Regions from separate parts of the Sus scrofa genome. Here region 1 is linked to region 2. The links are chromatin contacts, called in public Hi-C maps. All regions are on one chromosome and are shown on one strand. Each heading gives the region's core, a stretch centred on a gene start, on an enhancer-like site or on the middle of the called end of the contact. The rest is flanking DNA. Distances are from core to core; before and after follow the strand shown. Region 1 holds the start of ASPM (abnormal spindle-like microcephaly-associated protein). Region 2 holds the start of CAPN2 (calpain 2).

Evidence for each region. A called contact is a pair of places that touch in the nucleus more often than the background predicts.
Region 1: a contact with region 2 is called in a Hi-C map of embryonic fibroblasts, with 2.5 times the contacts expected there. The contact joins the promoter of ASPM here to the promoter of CAPN2 in region 2. A contact is called at or near these places in 2 of 47 Hi-C or Micro-C datasets (embryonic fibroblasts and heart right ventricle).

What each region holds. Positions count from the first base shown.
Region 1 is chr10:20,037,139-20,042,144 of Sscrofa11.1, reverse strand. It overlaps ASPM (abnormal spindle-like microcephaly-associated protein), which reads left to right and starts at 2,465. Exons shown (of 25, transcript XM_021064478.1): 1 at 2,465-2,948. The coding sequence starts at 2,652.
Region 2 is chr10:19,756,704-19,761,740 of Sscrofa11.1, reverse strand. CAPN2 (calpain 2) reads right to left here and starts at 2,917. Exons shown (of 21, transcript NM_001100188.1): 1 at 2,570-2,917. The coding sequence starts at 2,806.

The sequences.
Region 1 (5,006 bases), core at 1,216-3,715, 280 kb before region 2:
GTCAAACGGGATGAGGAAAAAAAAAAACAGAAGACCTCTAACTTAATTCACTTAAAATCAAAATTGGTATGACAAGCATTTATTGAGATGAGGCCATTCATTACCAGGAACTGCAGAGAGCTTGCTTCCCACCCTCAAGAAGCACCCAATCTAGTGAAGGAGGCAACATAAGGTCATCAAAGGTAAGAACAGATGCCAAGGGGCTCCCACTGTGGCTTAGCGGGTTAAGAACCTGAAATAGTGTCCAGGAGGATGCAGGTTTGATTCCTGGCCTCCCTCAGTGGGCTAAGGATCTGGCATTGCCACAAGCTGTGGCGTAGGTTGATGATGGGGCTCAGACCTGGCATTGCTGTGGCTGTGGCTGCGTAGGCCAGCAGCTGCAGCTCCAATTGGACCCCTAGCCTGGGAAATTCCATATGCCTTGGGTGTGGTTCATTTTCTTTCTTATATATGCTCTCTATAGCCATCAGGTGAAACCCGGTACTCTGTAAACTCTATAATCATTCATAAACTGTTTGCATAGCAACTATATGCCACAGCCACCTCTGAATAAACTATCCTTCATGTACATTTCATCTGGTGCTGCCACTGCTGGTGATTTCAGGACTCATGATGCGCCCACATGCCTTTGATTATCATAATATGTTTCTTGCTAGCAAGAGTTTATCCCTGTGCTCCTTGAACACAAACAATTCAACTCAGCATTCTATCCTAAGAAGCAATTTCCTAGGGCCACTACTGCATCAGTCAGGGTCACTAAGGAAGTAATTGAAGAAACCTATAAACATAGCAAATACAGAACACAGACCAGCATCCCACAGCAAAAAGCAGGCTGAAAAAAGTGGGGATTGGAAGTGGAGGGCAAATAAAAAATATCCAGTACTGGAGATCCCATTGTGGCTCAGTGGAAACAAATCCGACTAGGAACCATGAGGTTTCAGGTTTGATCCCTGGCCTCACTCAGGGGGTTGAGGATCCGGCGTTGCTGTGAGCTGTGGTGTAGGTCTCAGACGCTGCTCGGATCCTATGTTGCTGTGGCTCTGGCATAGGCAAGCAGCTACAGCTCCGACTGGACCCCTAGCCTGGGAACCTCCATATGCCGCGGGTACAGCCCTATAAAGCAAAAAAAAAAAAAAAAAAATCCAGTACAGTCTCATTCTGGATTTTTTTTTAATTTTTGAGTCAAAAACATTGTTTTATGAAGACAAATTATGAGGGGAGGGTGTACATAAAAAAATGGATTATTAACATGTTAAAAAGAATTGAAACACTTCAATGACTTGAGCTTAAGAAGGCTTATGTTTGCAAAGTTAATTTGATGAATATTTACAGTATGAAAACAATAAATACACATTATTTGACAACTACTGTAATTCATATTAACATTTGTGCAAAAAACATGTAGGGTAGTAGTGTTCTAGTACATTAATCCTGTATTAGCCCTACAGAATTCAAAAACACCTCTATATAAAGACTTCTGTGTCAATGTTGTTAAGCTCACAGGGTTTAACCTCAGGTCAAATTGGGTGTCAGTGAATATAATTTCATATTCCACCTCCCTCATTTTGTTTTTCCACTTGGGGAGATTTCCCTTGAGCTACTTCATGTATCCGTACCACATGCACACATTTTTTCCTGAAGTTTCCTGCTGTCCTGAGAGGTAGTAGGGTGAAGGTCTGGCCAAACCGCCTGGGTGCCTCTCCCTGCTCTGCCACCTCCCAGTCGGCTTGCTCATCGGTGAGACACAGCTAAGGTGCCTTCCTTCCAGGGCTGAAGGAAAGGCCGAGATAGAGAAGCACGGGGCCTGAAACAATCCACATCAAAGAGTAATAGCTGCACTAAGCTATCATCGTTATATCAGATACTATAATTAGAATTAAAACCAAGAAGTCAAGTGTCAAGGGCGAAGCCGGTCAAAACCATCACGTCTGGACTGTTGAGAATCTCAGGCTTCATTTGTTGACCTATTTGAGCTCCCAGGACCCCGACGTCACAACCAGCAGGTAAACTTATTGAGCCGCTGCTGTGTCACTGAAATCAGCCCCTTCACACGAATAACCATTTCGTTTTCCTTATTTTCTCCCATTTGAGCCCAAAAGCCGCGGAAGAAAAGCTCAGGAATGTGACCTGGGCGGGAACATTGTAGAAAAGGAATGACTTCAACCCAATTTGCCTGCTTAACGGTTTTACCCAAGGTTGTCCCGGCAACCGCAACGACTGCGGCATTTACTGTAGAGGCTCTGGGATCTCTTCCCTTCAACAATGCCGCTCACGAAACCAAAGGGCAAATTTCTAGTCAAAGCCCCGGTTCTCAGTGGGCAGCCGAGACCCCATCACCCCGGTCGCCTACGCAGGAGAGCGACGCGCTGCCAACAACCCAACACGTTTAAATAAGGCGCCGTCTTCTCATTGGCCGGAGTTTCTGCTCGCTGATTGGTCCCTCGCGGAGGTGGGCGGTTCCGGGCGCGCCCATTGGTGGAGGAGGGAAGTTTAAACGAAGAGAAGACCGAGTTGTTTTTTCTCTAGAGTTGTGAGTGTGTGGGGCTGTTTTCTTCAGCAGTCGAGGACACAGAACGAGAGAGGGGTGTATCCGCTCCAGGAGACGGAGTGAGAGTTCCTGCAGGGCCGCCCGGAGAAGCCCCGAGGCCGCCATGGCGACCCGGCGTCGGGGGCGCGGCTGCTGGGAGCGGAGTCCTCCAGAGAGGAGGCCGCCTGCCGGGCCTCCGGGTCCCCGGGCCGAGGAGGAGGCAGCATCCCCGCCGGTCCTGTCCCTCAGCCACTTCTGCAGGTCGCCCTTCCTCTGCTTCGGGGACGTGCGCCTGGGAGCATCGCGCACACTGCCCCTGGCCCTGGACAACCCCAACGAGGAGACCGCCGACGTGAGGCTGTCCCGCGTCCCGGCCGCCGAGCAAGGCTTCAGCATCTGGCCCAGCGCCTTCGTGTTGCAGGTAGGGTGGGCTACGGGGGTGGGGGGAGACGGGATCGGAACTCACGGAGGGGACCTGAGACCTGGAAAATAAAGCCAGTTCCTTTCCTCTGACGTTGGGCGAACGAACCTCTTTTCTCCAGGGCGGAGGCGGCTGCGGTGGGCTGTCACCCTGGCGGTGAAGCGCGTCCTGAGAAGCACTTGGGTGGTCCTGTGTTTCGTAGAAGGGCTTTTCATAGACTCGGGCCTTGAGAAAACTTAAGGGCTATCCATCCACGCATCTATCCCTCTATATTTAAGATTGCCAAGAGTACGTTGGTTAGAGCAGGGTTTTTTTTGTAATTGCTTTCCGTCAGTCATTCGCATTTTTTTTTTAGGGCCGCAGGTGCAGCACATGGAGGTTCCCAGGCTGGGGTGGAATTGGAGCTGCAGCTGCCGGCCTAGCCACAGATTTAGCAACTCAGGATCCCAGCTGTGTCTGCGACCTAGACCACAGCTCACGGCAATGCTGGATCCTTAACACACTTAGCGGGCCAGGGATCCAACCCGCATCCTCATGGATACTAGTGGGTTCCTTACCGCTGAGCCCCGAGGGGAACTCTTCGGTCATCTTAAAAAACGCATTTTAGTTTCCACAGGGAAACCGACTGCATATAGAGTCAGGGTAACTACTTATTCTGGTGAGGGAGTGAGATTTGTTTTGGCTAAATGTCTATAGCAACAAAACCAAAACACTTCCTCAGGGTTGTTTTCAACAAGAGTGCACACTTGAGCGTTTTAATATTTTTCCCCCATTTGCTGTAGTATGGTTCTAATGATGTTTCAAATTTAATTTTACAAATGTTTTGTTGAGACCTTCCTGGGTAGCTTTTCTACATTGCATTGGCCAGAGTAATGCTCCCATTCCAGAGAATTTATATTCTTCTTTTGACTGCTGTGGTCTTTCCATTGATTAGAACCTCTGAAAGTGTGAAAAGAAACAACAAATCAGCTGAGGGGATCTCACTCTTTGTCTAAACAACTGCTTCCCAAGGCAGTGAGAGGTCCATTGACTTGGTCCATAAGCACTGGTTCAGCTACACTTGTTTGTAAATGTTCCCTTTTCTTTTCATGGAAAGATATAAACTTTGTTCTATCTACATAATACATTTGCTTGTTATTTTTTGTTTGTGGGACTGAAATTCTTTGGGTTTTGGCTTTTTTAGAACTACTTCCATGTTTATAAAGTAAAAGTTTACTGATCTTAGTTTTTAAAAACTTCTTTTGTTAACTATTGATTTCCCTCGGCTTCAGGTTTGAATGTGCAGACGCCACTCAACCACCAAACCACTAAGATAATACATACACACATAATGTTTACCTTTTTACAGGTTCTTTTAAACTCTGTTTCCTTATTTAATCCTTACAAGAACTCCTGGAGTCATCATCCACATTTGCTGATAAGGTGACATGGTCAAAGGGTTTTGGTCAAAGGGTTTGTGTCGAATGGATCAGGCCTAGGCTGCTAAGTTCACTCTTCTGAGTCTTCTGTGTCTCTGTTTTCTCATCTCTAAGTTGGAAGTAGTGTCAGCTACACCTGTGCATGGTGCGCAACTGAGAGGAATCTTCAAGCAAGGATCTTACTCTGTATCGTGGATAAATGTCCTCTTCCTAATTTTTAATGAGGGCATAAAACATTTACGGATGGTTTTATTCCTGCAGTTGACAGAGCTGGGGTTCCCACCCAGTTTTTATCATTTTAAACCCCAGGGCCTGTCCCTCATATTGATTTATAGGCATGAGGCATGATTCTTCCCTAAAGACATTTGTTAGGAGGATGAGGGGAAAATTCTAAGAACAAGGAGGAGCGCCATCAAGGAGGATGCAATGTTTTGAGGAGACCAGCAGTTCTCAAACTTAAGAGTGCATCAAAATCACCTGGAGGACTCATTAAAGCACCCCACCCCCAGTACTTATGATTCCAGGGATCTAGGCTGGGGCTATAATTTGCATTTCTAAGAAGTTCCCAGGTGATGCTCATGCTACTAGTCCAGGTGATCTCAGGGAAACAGCAGTGAGTGATGGCTCCGAGAGAGAGCTC
Region 2 (5,037 bases), core at 1,668-4,167:
ATGCCAACTGCTCTCATCTGAAAGTACAGCCTCTCAAACCCCAGGTCCCGCTCTCCCTGCCACTTTTCCTGCCCTCCTTTCCCAGGCACCCTTCTGAAATTGGCTGGGCACCTGCCATTTCTGATTCCTGACTTTGGCGTCTACAGCAATCTGGCTTCTACCCCATTGCAAGTGCTCTAAGTCACCGACGACTTTACAGAAGTCCAAATCCAGTGGACAGGAGTTCCTGTCATGGCACAGGGGAAATGAATCCAACTAGAAACCATGAGGTTGTGAGTTCGATCCATGGCCATGCTCAGTGGGTTAAGGATCCGGCGTTGCCATGAGCTGTGGTGTAGGTCGCAGACCCGGCTAGGGATCTGGCATTGCTGTGGCTCTGGCGTAGGCCGTCAGCAACAGCTCTGATTCAACCCCTACCCTGGGAATCTACATATGCCACGGGTGTGGCCCTAAAAAGACAAAAAGACAAAAAAAAAAAAAAAAAAAAAAAAAGGTAAATCCAGTGGACAATGTTTGTTTGCCTTGCCTGACCTGAACCCTAGCAGTGTTTGAGAAGGTAGAGGGGGCAGCTGTGAGCTGTTAGCACTAAACACCCATGGGCTGGTCACAGTCCTGGCTCCACCCCAGACACCTGTATGAGCCAAGAGTTAACCTTCCCAAGCCTCAATTTCTTCAGGTGCTAAGTGGCTGTATAACAGCCATCCTCCCTCTCGGCTGTGCAGGGCACAGCCTGACCCACCCTAAGGCGGGGCCCTAAAATGGCCTCAGACCACTATTTCCCCAACTGGAAGTCCTGCAGGTATTTCCAACCGCTGAGTGACCTGTCTGTATCCCCTCACCAGCCCCTAAAGCCTTCAGAGTCAGAGACCACATGCCCTGGTGCTGGGCATACAGTAGGTGTTCAATATATGCTTAGTGACTGCATGAAAAAATAGGCAAAGAAGTATGTAAATTCACTTCGTAAACAGTAAAGTGCTATGCAAATGTAAGGTGAATACATTCTCTCTCGTGTACCACTTTCGCAGCCATCATTTTGTTCGAGGTTCATTACAATCTTGCATTCATTCATTCCACAAATACTCAGTCTCTTTGGTCACAGATCTATCCCCGGCATTTCAGACAGTACCTGACATATAACAGGCACTCAATAAATACTGTTAAGTGAAGGAATGAATGGTGGATGGATGCCTACTGTGAACGCACTGGGGATATATTGGTGAATAATACATGGTCCCTGACGTTCAGCAGGAAAGACAAGCAAATATATATGTAACTATATTTGCAAATTGTGAACATGCTCTGAATTAGCGGGGCTGAGTGATAAGGAATAACTAGATGGTAAGGAGACTGCTAAGAATGGTCAGGAGATATCTCTTTGGGGAGGGAACATCTGACTCAATCCCCAAAAAATGAGTGAGCCAGCCTCCAGAAAGTGGGAAAAGAACATCCCTGACAGGTGAGGCAGGAGAGAGCTGGTGCCCTTGAGAAATAAAAAGGTGCTGAGCCTGGTGAACGAGTGACGAGAGGAAACCTCAGGCATCACTTCTCTTTTTAGATGAAGAAAGGAGCTAGAGGGGTTAAATGGCTCACACCCATTAGCAAGAAATAAAGTCAGCTGCCCCCCCCCCCCTCCGGCCATGAACACTTCCTACTGCACTTGCTGCCTAGGCAGTGGGTTTAGGGTTACAGCGGGTGACTGGGGGCTCAGAGCCTAAGCAGGACAGGGATGCTTCTTTTCATCACACGAGTCTTGATCTCTCAGGAGGCCTCTTAGAGGTTGGGAAGGGGAAGCCTGGCCAGGTGCCCATAGTTGGTGGGACCAGCAGGGGTTCCACTGGAAACGGGATGGATAAATTGATCCTGCCAGGGCAAGGGGGGACAGAGGCCGGATGGGGGTGGGAGGGATAACGGAGCTCGGAGGGGCCCCTGAGATTCCGGGGGCGGGGGGGGGGGGGTTCTGGGACAGAACTGGCTCCAGGCTGCAGTGTTTTCCCCGTCCTTTGCTCATCACCGCGGTAAAAGTTAAGGGGAGGTCCCGCGGGCTCCCATTTGGAAAACAGGAAATTCTGACTGGAGAAATCTACCCATCGCGACAAGAGACAGTCCTCAGTCACAAAGGCCCAGGCCGTGCGTGGCTTCGCCCCCTCCCTGAAGTAGACTTGAACCGAGTTAGTAACCGACTTTCCCGGGTTAGGTCTTGCACAGCCGCCCCCCACCCCCCGCGCTTTCTCTGCAGACTCTCCTCCCCACCTCCCACCACCTCCCCACTGGAGTCTGAGAAGTTTCCTGCGGGACCCCCTAGGTCAGCCGAGTTTTTGTGAGTTTTTGCTGGCGGGCCTGCTAGTGGGATCTGAGGGCAGCGTGCGCCTCGGCCTGTCCTGCAGGCGCCTGGGTGGCCGAGGGGACGCGGGCGACAGCGCGCCTGCAGAGTCCCGGGCTGGGCTCCGGGCCGCGGGGGCCGGCTCCCCGCGCCCCGGGCCCTGGGTTTGGCCAGCCAAGAGGCCTAGGCGCCGCGCCTCTGGGCCCCGCGCCCCGTCCGCCCGCATCCCGCCGCGGGCGCAATCCCTACCGTGGGCCGCTTCCACTCGATGCCCCGGGTCTTGCCGGAGTACGGACCCAACTCCTTGAAGCCCAGGGAAGACGGGAGGGCCGGGAAGGAGGGGTCCTGGAAGAGCGCCCCGGCCTCCAGGCACTGGTCCCGCAGCTCCGCATAGTCCTGGTTGAGGTACTTGACCGCCCTCTCGTGCGAGCCCAGTCCCTCGGCCGCCTCCCGGTCTTTAGCCAACTTGGCCGCGATGCCCGCCATGGTCGGTGCGGCGCCCGCGCTGCCGCCCAGGGAACGAGCGAGGGTCTCGGCTGCTGTGCTGTGCGGCGCTCGGCAGGGGCGCGGCCAGGACCCGGCGCGCTGCAGCGGGAGTGCCGGCGGCCGCCGCGGGCGGTGATTCACCCGGGCGGGAAGCGCCCTCCGCCCGGCGGGGCGTGGCCTGGCCGCTCCCGGCCTGCGCTGCTCCGCGCCCGGGCCCTCGTCGGCCCGCGGCCTGCAAGGCGCCGGCCGGCCGGCCGACCCACGGGGCCGGTGCCGCCATCTGCGGACGGCGCCCGGAATGGCCCAGCCGGCCTGCGCTGCGCGCTCGGGCCGCCGGTGGAAGAGTCGGGCCTCGAACCCAACCCGAGCTGACTTCCCGCTTGCTGGGGTGGAAGGCTGGGCGAAACCCCAGCCCTAGGCCGTCGTGACTTTCCAGGAAACACCCTGTGAGTCAGAAGATCGGGGACAGAGCTCCAGGAGACAAAATTAGCTCTGTAAGAAGCTAATGAAGAAGGAAGAAGTCCCTCCGCTATAGTCCCCATTTTACGGATTTGAAAACTGAGCATCAGAGGGGTTAAGTGACATCTCCAGTGTCGCACAACTAATCAGAGGCAGAACAGGGATTCTAAGTCACCAGCCGTGTGTTATAATCACGCTGCTGCACACTGTTTTTGGTGAACCCCATGATCGCTGGTAGGCTTGCCAATTTGGCAAATAAAAACACACCCTCCCAGTTAAATTTGAATTTCAGTGACCACCAATGATCTTCTGGTATAAGTATGTCCCAGCTATATCATGGGGGTATATTTAAATTAAAAAATTATTCCTTATGTGGGGGAGCAAACTTTCCCACCCCAAATTTCACTTTGCCATGAGTTGGAAACCATCAAGGCCCAGAAGACTCAGGAAGAGGCTTGTACATTCCAGGTAAGAGCCTCAAGAATTTAGATAAAAGGGGCTGTTCCCAGAACAGAGCCATCACCAGAGAGCTCTGCAAATAATCAGGGCTCCATGTGGTGGTGGTGGAGGGAGTGAGGTGGGGGAAACTCAGCAAGGCCTAGAGATCAGATTTCTCCTTGTGTCCCATTGTCTCTACCAGGCCAGCTGACATTTGTTACCAAACATTTGCTTTTCCATCCTCAAGTCAATTGCCCTCCTCCCCTTTGAAGTCCCAACCCTCTATGACCAACTTCTTTTGTCTTTAGCTGAAGACGGTATTTAAAGAGAGGGCTTTAACCATTTTGGAGAATTCCTCAGTTTTATTGGGTCTCCCCAGGTGTACGTGTTATTAAACTTTCATTTGATTCCCCCCCCTTTCTTTTTTGGCTGCCCAGCAGCATGTGGCATTCCCAGGCCAGGGATCACATCCAAGCCACAGTTGCAACCCACATCACAGCTGCAGCAAGTTGGGATCTTTAACCCACTGTGCAGGATTGGGGAGCGAACCTGCAACCAAGGACTCCAGAGACTTTGCCAATCCTCTTGCACCACACCGGGAATTCCTGATTTTCTTCCGTTAAAGTGTCTCATGTCAACTTAATTTGTTTTTTTTTTTCAGGGCTGCACCGGGGCATATGGAAGTTCCCAGGCTAGGGGTCGAATCAGAGCTGCAGCTGCTGGCTTATGCCAGAGCCACAGCAAGATGGGATCCAAGCTGAGTCTGACCTACACTACAGCTCACAGCAACGCCGGATCCTTAACCCACTGAGCGAGGCCAGGGATCAAACCCGCAACCTCATGGTTCCTAGTCAGATTCATTTCTGCTGTGCCACGACAGGAACTTCTCAACCTAATTCTTAAACCAGTCAGAAGACTCTAGAATGGAAGAGGAAAATTTCTTCTTCCCCAATAGCTATTTATCTGAAACTCACATTTCACTGGGAACCTTGAGTCCATACTGGTAGAGCATTTAGAACGATGCCTGTGCGAGGGGCCACTGTGCCCACTCTGTTTACTGGGAGAGAGTGTGAGATTCTCATCTCATATACAGAGCTGGGTGTGCACTGAGCAGGGCGGTGGCTCCCTTCTCTCCATCCCTACGCTAATTCGGAAGAATTTGTGTTTCAGTGGAAAGCTATGCACGGTTGTGAGCAGTGGTTCTTGACTGAGACGGCGGGGGCGGCGGGGGGGGGGGGGGGGGCGATTTGCCCTCTTCTCTCCTCCCTACCCTGAGGGACTTTTGTCAATGTCGAGATGATTTTTGTTATGACTGGGGGATAGAGTGCTACTGG